2 separate regions of the Sus scrofa genome follow, and region 1 is linked to region 2. The links are chromatin contacts, called in public Hi-C maps. All regions are on one chromosome and are shown on one strand. The core of a region is the stretch at or near the end of the contact, and the rest is flanking DNA. Distances in the headings are between cores, read along the strand shown.

The links. A called contact is a pair of places that touch in the nucleus more often than the background predicts.
Region 1: a contact with region 2 is called in a Hi-C map of liver, with 8 times the contacts expected there. The contact joins two enhancer-like sites. A contact is called at or near these places in 4 of 47 Hi-C or Micro-C datasets (all in liver) and 1 of 2 datasets of contacts at active chromatin or transcription factors (skeletal muscle).

What each region holds. Positions count from the first base shown.
Region 1 is chr6:69,102,432-69,107,023 of Sscrofa11.1, forward strand. RERE (arginine-glutamic acid dipeptide repeats protein) reads right to left here. Exons shown (of 24, transcript XM_021095277.1): 7 at 4,553-4,592. Among named protein-coding and RNA genes, the nearest start is that of RERE, 150 kb to the right of the region's middle. Within about 2 kb of position 2,695, at least 9 of the 83 cell types and tissues checked have an H3K27ac peak or open chromatin away from gene starts, as enhancers often do. A contact at or near this core is called in liver, where this site is marked.
Region 2 is chr6:68,968,034-68,972,641 of Sscrofa11.1, forward strand. All of the region lies in intron 12 of RERE (arginine-glutamic acid dipeptide repeats protein), which reads right to left. Among named protein-coding and RNA genes, the nearest start is that of SLC45A1, 36 kb to the left of the region's middle. Within about 2 kb of position 1,333, at least 14 of the 83 cell types and tissues checked have an H3K27ac peak or open chromatin away from gene starts, as enhancers often do. A contact at or near this core is called in liver, where this site is marked.

The DNA.
Region 1 (4,592 bases), core at 1,445-3,944, 140 kb after region 2:
GATTACTGGTGACCGGGGACATTCTCTCCTGGGTAAGACAGAAGATCAGATCAGAGCTCTCAACTTGTGGTCCACCAACTTGTGATTATCAAGAGAAGACTGACATTTAAGAAGCAAAGAACCAGATGTTTCACGCTACAGACAAGCCTCTGGAGAGCCCACGGATGCTCATCTAAGAGAGCGTCAGAGAGCGAGAGCCTGCTCAGAGACCACCAGTACACAAACTGCTACCTTTTAAGTAATACATTAGCCTCAGCATCCCTAAAGAACACTAACTCAGCAAGGGGAAAGGAATGGCCTGGTACCCGGAAAGCTCATGCTCAATAACTTAAAAATAACGGCACCTCCACTTCAACGCTCACCACGCGGGCTTTTGATCTGACTGGGGCTCCATTCACCATCACCTCTTTCCCCTCCTGACTCACCGGCCTGGGGCAGAAAGGTAAGGAGAATTTCTCCAAGAAAGGAAAAGTAGAGACTGAAAAGGTCAAAGTACCAAAGAAAGAAAGTTCTGACCAATCAACTGAATGAGCAGAGGTGGGGGGATGCGAAGGTGGGGAAAGGACAACCAAAAATTCAATAAGCCCTTCATGCACCACAGAGGACAGGACAGGCTCATTTGCTTTTAAAGCCCAAATTTCCGTCTCAATAATTTTTTTTCAATTTTGGTTCTCAAATATTTAATAAAATATTCTGACTGTAGAGGCGTTCCCATCGTGGCTCAGCAGAAACGAATCTGACTAGGAACCATGAGGTTTCGCGTTCGATCCCTGGCCCCGCTCAGTGGGTTAAGGATCCGGCATTGCCGTGAGCTGTGGTGTAGGTCCCAGACGCGGCTTGGATCTGGCATTGCTGTGAGCTGTGGTGTAGGCCGGAAGCAACAACTCCAACTGAACCCCTAGCCTAGGAACCTCCATATGCCACAGGGGCAGCCCTAAAAAGACAAAAGACAAAAAAAACCAAAACAAACAAACAAAAAATTCTGACTGTAGAAAGGTTTCACATCACTATCACTTACGTATTCACCACAATCGTTGGGTCAGTTTCATCCTGGTCAATGAAGGAACTTACCCTATAGTTTTAGTAACTGCATATTTTCAAAGAATTTGATAATTAATATTCCAAGCAGAGGCAAGAATCCCCAGGGCTCGCCTTGCCACACGTCAGCAGCATCGGCCAGACGTTTAACCGTCTGCCTCGCAGAATCCGGACATCTCAGGGACGCGCTTCATGTTTGGCTTTTGGATGGCCTTTTTCTCCCCCCTGCTTTTGGATGCTTTGGGATTCAACATTTTATGGGTAACCAAGACCCTATGCTCGTCTCTTTTTATAAACTAGAACCAACCCATTGGAGCTTAACCAAGGATAGCGGTGCTCTGGTCAAATGCATAAGCTCTACTGGCTTAATGGAGCAGGACCTCTGAGCTGCAATCAATTGACTTCAAAGTTTGTAATCAGAATTTGGAACAAACCCTTCATGTAAAATGAGACTGTAGTTATATTATATTGCAGGGCATGCTGACTGGATAAGTAAATTTGTAGTGAATCTCATTGATTGAGCAAAGTGAACACTCCCTAAGTGCAGAAATGTCAAAACAAACTCCAAAGCAAAGCCCACTTACCAAAGGTTCAAAGTTCTCTCTCATCTGCCAGCCTTGTATTGTACCTGGAGCTAGAAACACCTAGCCCACATGTTTTGCCCAAGTTTTGTTCCTTAAATGTTTTGGCCAGCAAGAACACACAGTGTCACAATCCCCCAGCTAAGATTCTTAGGATCAGAGGTTCTTCAGAATTCAGAGGTTTTTGGATTTAGAAAGGTACCATATCGAAAACACCACATATTATGTAACACCCAATGGTGTCTGAGCAACAAGCCCTATTCTATCACACTGGTCCTTTATAGCAAAAGCCGTATAAATTCACAAAGAGTGAACTGAGTTAAGAATACAAAAAGCCTCCCATCAGTTCGGGTCAAGTCTGACCTGATGGTCAAATGAGTTCCAACTTAGCATAAACAGTTTTTGATCCTCAGAGCCTTCAGATTTCAGAATTAAAAATAAGAGATTATGAATCTGTATTACTGTGGATGCTTTAATTATATTAATGATTGGTACTCTGAGCAAAACAAACAAAAACAATTAATTTTGTCCTTACTGGGACTCCAATTACAAGCAATCCTGTGGCTTGATGTAGGCTGGTGGCTGCAGCTCCGATTTGACCCCTAGTCTGGGAATCTGCATATGCCACAGGCGTGGCCCTAAGATGACAAAAATAAATAAAATAAAAAGGATCTGTGCTAAACATGAAAGGAAAAAACAATCCCGAACTTTCACTACTGGCTAAGATGCTAAATAAATTACAGGAAATCACACAACCAGTTTTTAACTGCCTTCGGGAGATCTGCTATGAGAAATAGACGATTGCATCCAGACTTCAGTTGCCACTGCTCACTAGAGCTCCCACAGGACGGCGGGAAGGGGACAGTCACCAGACCAGCCATTCCCTCACTTCCAGTGCTCCTGGTGACTTACGTGCCACCTCATAGGATCATCGCAACGGTCGGACACGTCCTCCCTGATCCACTCCGGACGCCAAGAGTCGGCACACGCACCACACAGCCCCAGGGACTGCTCGTCCAGATGAGGCTGGATGGCACCAGGAACCAGCTCGTCACACAGGCCCCGCCCCTCACATGTGAAACAAAGAGACAGAGGCCAGCTGCTGGAGGGAAGCCACCTGAGCATCTGAGGACTGGGCTGAGCACAGGCCAGGCGGCGGAAACACAGTTTCCTAGTCTTGAATCACAGACACACTTGATAATCCCAGCAGCTGTGGGACGTGGACACCAAGCTCCAAACTTCAGAGCTAAGAAGGTGGCATTCAGGGGGAGGCCAGAGAGCTTGGGAAGTGGGCCACCCTAGCTCCACCACTGAGAATTTTCTCCCTCTCTGTGAGAAGTTTGAGACCTGCCACACACTGGTCACTAACAATACCCCTCCATGGCACACCTAGCCCACAATTTAATTAAAACAAGATTGATGGGAAATATCACTACCAAAGACTGCCAGCAACCACAACAAAAAATGAGACAAGAGCTTATGGGAGCCTCCAGCTTTTACACAGCTAAGCTATGTATCACTTTAAATAAGCATTTGGCAAAAAGAGGTGCAAAACCAAAATTAGTGAAAAATAAATACAACTGGCTGTTATGAACCCAACAGCTAAACATTTAAAACCCAAAAGCTATTTGGCTAATTCCCTAAAACAATCTAACTTGTGCAATACGAGAGCTGGCTATCAAACAGTTAAATAAACATGGCATCACTGAAATAACAGACTACTGTGTACCTAGACAGAAATCCAAGTTCAAATGTTCCACCCTCCCTTAGGTAACAGGAAGATATGACCAGACAGTTAATAAATGCGCATGCAGAATAAACATTTCAACATATAAGATGCCTCTGAAATATCATCATTGATCAGCTTCTCTGTCACTGGAATAGGGCATACTTTCACAAATGAAAACAAGAGCTCAATTTCACAGCTTTATAAAGGAAAAAAAAGATAAGCAACTAAGGTGACCATTTCACTATTACCCCATAGTTGCTGTCGAGTATACATGGGGAGAAATACTAAGACGTATGAGCTTTATGGAGCCTCTTAAAACCACAACAAAGAACATGCTGCCTTTTATTGACCCTAGGTTGACTAAACAGCAACAGTCCAAATTTTACATATAATTTCTCAGCATCCTACAGGAAGAGGTTTTCACTAAAACAATACCCATCTTGCAATTATACTGAATGTTGCGCTTCCATTAACTTCCTTCAGCCATGCATCTTTTCTTTCTTTCTAAAGCCTTGTATTGGTAGATTGACTGTGCTGAGCACAAACTACTTGATCACTTAATACCTTTTTTTTAAAAAATTCCTTAATAAGAGTGTAGTGCCATGATTGATACAGGATGAATATGAATGCATATACTCTTAGAGAAGTTCTTCCACGGACGAAGGTAAACTACAGTCTATTATAGACATAAACAAAGAATTCCTTCTGTTAAATTATTTTGACTCTATTCTCATTTAAAAAAAATAAGCATTCTACCCGTTACACAGATCTTACCCAGACGGTCGCCAGCAGCCTTATGAAGGGAACAAATTCCTAATCAACAAACGTTCCATAATGTCGTAGCGTTTTCAACAAGGTATCAGGGGAGGCTGGACTGAAGGGCGGGAGGGTAATAACCTGCTAATTCATAATGAGTTCATAACACAGACCAACTCAACAGAGGTCTCTGTCCTGCTCTCTCTCAGATTTTCTAACTTTTCCTTCTCTTAACCACAACAAAGAAACAGCAAACCGTAAGCTGCTTTCGACACCAAAGACACTAATTACGACTCCTTCTGAAGAGTTTACTACAGGACTTTGGGCCTTTTTTTTTTTTTTCTCGTCTTACCAGTATCTACCCAGAAGTGTACACATACACAAACACACGCACACGTAAGTGAGAAAACGAAAGGTCTCACGGAGTGGGCCCAAATGGCTCACTTACCTTGTCTCAGGGTTGTAGCCTAATATGTAGAAAAATGAAT
Region 2 (4,608 bases), core at 83-2,582:
GCAGGCGCCCTGGTCCCCGTACCTCGCTGACTCGCACCGTTAAGAGAGCCCACTTCTATTTTTCAAATGTGGATATTCTCAGAGAGTTTACAATGGTATTGAAAGACGGTATCGCCTGGAGTTCCTGTCGTGGCTCAGTGGTTAACGAATCCAACTGGGATGTGGGTTTGAGCCCTGGCCTTGCTCAGTGGGTTAAGGATCCGGCATTGCCGTGAGCTGTGGTGTAGGTCGCAGACGAGGCTCAGATCCCGCATTGCTGTGGCTCTGGTGTAGGCCGGTGGCTGCAGCTCCGATTAGACCCCTAGCCTGGGAACCTCCATATGCTGTGGGAGTGGCCCTAGAAAAGGCAAAAAGAGCCCCCCCCCAAAAAAAGGTGGTATCACCCGCAGATTCAAATAAGGTTAGGCCCATATCAGATACCAGACAGAAAAAGCCTCAGGTTCACAACTGGAAGCCTGTGCTCGGGCATCGTGTCCTCCTTGAGCAGGTGAGGAAAACCAGGGCACACCTGTAAACCTGGAGTTAAAGCAACTTTCGGCCAACGCTTAATTATCAGCTTTCGGACAAGGGACCTGGAGCAGAGTCCATAATCTGAGGGCCCAGGACCAAAGCGAACAAGCCTCAAGGACTGTTGACACTAACATGAAAGAATATAAATTTCAAAATTCAGGAAGACAGTGGCCTGACGAAAACTCTCCCACGCTGCTGGCGGGACTGTAACATGGCCAGACCTCTTTGTGCGAGGGTTTGGCAGATCTGACCGAGCTGAATAAACATGGACCGTATAACTGAGCCACGCAGTCCACACCCAGGCGTTCACCCCCAAAGGATAAACACACATGTGCCCACAAAGACTTTTACACAAATGTTCACAGAAACGTCACTCTTAAGAGCCAAGCAACTCCTCATCAGGAGGACGAGCAGCATGTTATCGTAACCCACTACCGAGAATCCCACTGGGCAGTAAAAGGAAGACGGTGATGACGCAGTAACACGGACGGACCCCAGAGTCGGCACACTGAGCGATCGCGGCCAGCCACAAAAGGGTGCAGACTGGACGATTCCGTCTATGGCCACAGAAAGCAAAGCTGGGGTCGTCTGGAGCCTGGAGAGTGAGGGGCAGGGAAGTGCCTTTAAAAAGACCCGAGGAGGTCTTCGGGGTGACGCTGGTGCTGTACACACAGAGGAACACGGGTAGATCCAGCTGTCGGAACGCATCGAATGTGTGCTCTTCAGGGGGGCGCATTTTTGTGGCATATACGGTATGAATGAAGCTGACCACAATAATACTTAAATAAGAATCCAGACCAGGTTTTATTAGCTGCTTCTCAGCCACCGTACCGTCTAGGAAGGGATTAAACATTGGAATGGAGCAAATCTAGGAGGATTAGAAACAGCACACTGGTGACTGCATGGGTGGCTAGGTCTTGAGCACAAACAAAAGAATATTCGGGGAAAGCTCTGGTTCTACAAATAGGGAGTGAAGCAGCTCGAGGCCTCACCAGGAATGAAGTCAATTGAACTTTAATCAAACATGCAGAGTGTGTGCTGCGGAGACCGACTGCACATAAATCCCGGGAACAAAAGCTGTTGCAGAAATCAATAGCTTACTGAAACATTAACACAGGCAATCATTGATCAAAAGGCAGCTCCACAAAGGCAGCCTTGCAAATTAGCTTCTGCTTGTGCTGGCGAGCAAACCCAGAGGCATACACGCTGCCGACACGAGTGGCTATAATGATCATTTTGTTCCCAAAGCTCTCACCTCCTCTCACAACAAGGCCTGCGGTCAACACACCTTGGGTCTCTGCACGCGACTCAAGGAACTGAGCGGGTTTGGGGCCCGGGAAAAGGAAGCGGGGTGGGGGTGCAGTGCAGCCACAGTCAGCAGGTTCGCCTCCCCTCTCAGGTCCACCGGCCACGGGCACTCAGAGACTGGCTCCTGGATTTAGGTAACAGCTTCCCTCCCTGAGGCAGGCTCTCGGCACAGAGGAGAACTAGCCACATTAGGCTTCTCCGATTTCCCACCAAAAGAAAAACAGTGCCTGGGGCTCGAGTGCACAGAAGGGAAGGAGATGTCTGTGTGGTGGGCTGGGGCTGGGAGGAGGGGGAGAAACAGACACAGAGAGGAGTCAGGCCGCCCTGGGCTCAATCCCAGGCCCCTGAACCACAAGAGGTGGCTGCACTGCCCAGGCCCCCGGTGTGTTGGCCGAGTCCACCAAGTTCAGCAGGGCAGGCTCCCTGTGTTGCCTTGGGCATCTGGGCTCGGGGGGGGGGGGGGTGCAGTCTTGCCAGCCCACCTTGCACAGGTAGCTTTTCAGGGATAAACCCATTTCAGGTAAGTTCTGCTTGACCTTGGGCAACAACAGCCTGGAGACCCATTCCAGGGTGTGTGGGCGCCACTCCAGTGCCTGAGGCGGAGGTGGGGCCTGGACGGGGCTGCGGACAGCCCTGCCGCAGGAGAAAACCTGACTGGGCCTCCTTCGGTCTTCAAGCAGGTCAGTTCTACCCGCTCAAACACTGCCTGCACACACAACTGCTGTTTCCCTTCCCTCATGCCGCAGAGGTCGGGGAGAGCCTGTGAGCCGTCCTGCCCAATGAGAAGACAATTTCTTTAAAGGAAGATGAGCTACGTGGCTTCTCCCTAAGGGATCCTGGGAAATGGAAGCACAGCACAGGCTGCTGAAGGGAGGACACTGTAGGCATTTCACATATCAAAGGTTGGTTCTCGGGGAGCATGTCTGGGCTCAGCACGGCCACCGAGCAAGCTCCCCAGGCCCCAGTCCTCTCCCGCCTGCGCACAGCATCCCTTCTCAGAGGCCCCCTGGGAGACTGTGTTGGAGGCAGGAAAAGGTGGTCAATGATTTCATCCCACTACTGAAGCCTAAGGGAACAGCCCAAACTGCCTCCAACTCTGTGGGATTACAACGTGACTCCTGCCACCACCGCCCACGAGTCCCAACACCCCAAGGGGGTGGAAGATGGGGTCCAGGGACACAGCACAGAGAGCCCAGGGGTGCTGCTGTCTGCGATTAGGTCCTCTCCTCATGAGCAAAGGCAGGCTGCTGCTTTTGGAAATAACCCTTAACACGCATGGCCTGCTCTCAGTTCAGGGCAGGGCACACACAGTCTTTCTTCCTCTTCATTCTCACAGGACAATGCCATGGACTGGCAGGAAAAATGATGGCGCTCGTGGGTCTTCTGTTAAGGAAGGCCCTGGAAAGGCTGCCTCCCTGTACACGCTGGGAGGGGCGGATGCAGGAGGGCAGGCATCAGTCTAGTCCAGGGCTCTGGACCGCAGTGAGTGCCCAGTAGGGGCCGCCCGCAAACGCCTCTTCTGCTGTGAGGACAGTGGATTTCTTCTTTACCAAAGCGTCAACAGGCAGCCTCGAGAGGCCAAACGCTGCCTACTAAAAAAGGGGGGAACACCCCTAGCCTGGGAACCTCCATGATGTCGTGGGTGTGGCCCTAAAAAGACAAAAAAAAAATAAAATAAAATAAAAATAAAAGGGGGAGGCAGAAGCAACAGGATGGGGAGGCACGTGTGCAAGCTGCACTTGGTGGCAACTGACACATGGTGGGGCAGTGGTTAGAAAGTAAGCATTTTGAAGCAGTTGTCTTAATTCTTGAAGATTATTAACTGTCCAGATGCTAAGTAAGTATTTTAACTTAATACGCAGAGAAAAAGGCACAGCCAGACCATCTCTACACAATGCCTGAAGACCACACGCCTCTGCTAAAACTTCTGTTTGCAGCAGGCCCTTTGGTCACCTTCTGGCTCCTTCTTGGTGGTCCAGGCAAAAAGGATGAAGAAACCTAACACTTACTTTCTAGATAGAACAGAGAGATCTGAATCTCAGAAAAAAGAAAAAAGAAAAAGAACAAACAAAACAGGCTGTGTTTTTCCAGGGAGCAGGCCCAGCAGCACTGAGTAGTTAGGAAACAAGGTTTGCAGACCCAAGGGGCAGGAGGGAGAAGCTGCCTTCCAGACTTTCGGGCCCCTGCAGCTGGTGCCAGGAAGCTGGCCTGGGGCATGTCCCCCAGGAAGGGTGCTCTGCCCTGCAGTCGGCTCAGGCCCTCTGACTTGTAAGACCACCTCTGCCTGGGAATTAGGGCTGTACTGTCTCCTGGCAAAACCTACTAATTCCAGGGTCGTGAAGCAAGGCAGGAAGGGCTCCTGGCACAGACCCCCACCCAAGCCATCCCTTCCTTTCACCCTAAGGATTTGAGGGCTGGACCTGATGACCGCTGAAGTGAGAAGCCAGGCACCGAGCAGAAGCGTCGCTGTTTGGGCATAGCTACCTTTACAGATCTTTTTCCAGAGGCAACTGGTTGTCTCCCAGCATCAACTCTGGTAATTAAAGCCGGGCTCTCTTGGGCTCCTTCTTCTGTTAACCAACCGAATCCCCGGATCCCCAGAGGAGCCCCGACACTGGTAAACTCCACCTGTGCGCTCTCGAGCGCATCTGGAAGATGATGGTGTGCTGGGCAGCCCACGGCGGAACCTGACCTGCCACCGCACCAGAGGAGCCCTGGCGAGGAGGCGGCTGGGTCCTGGCAGCCTCCGTGCCCCCTTCCCCACGTCCCAGTGCCTGAACAGGCACTCCC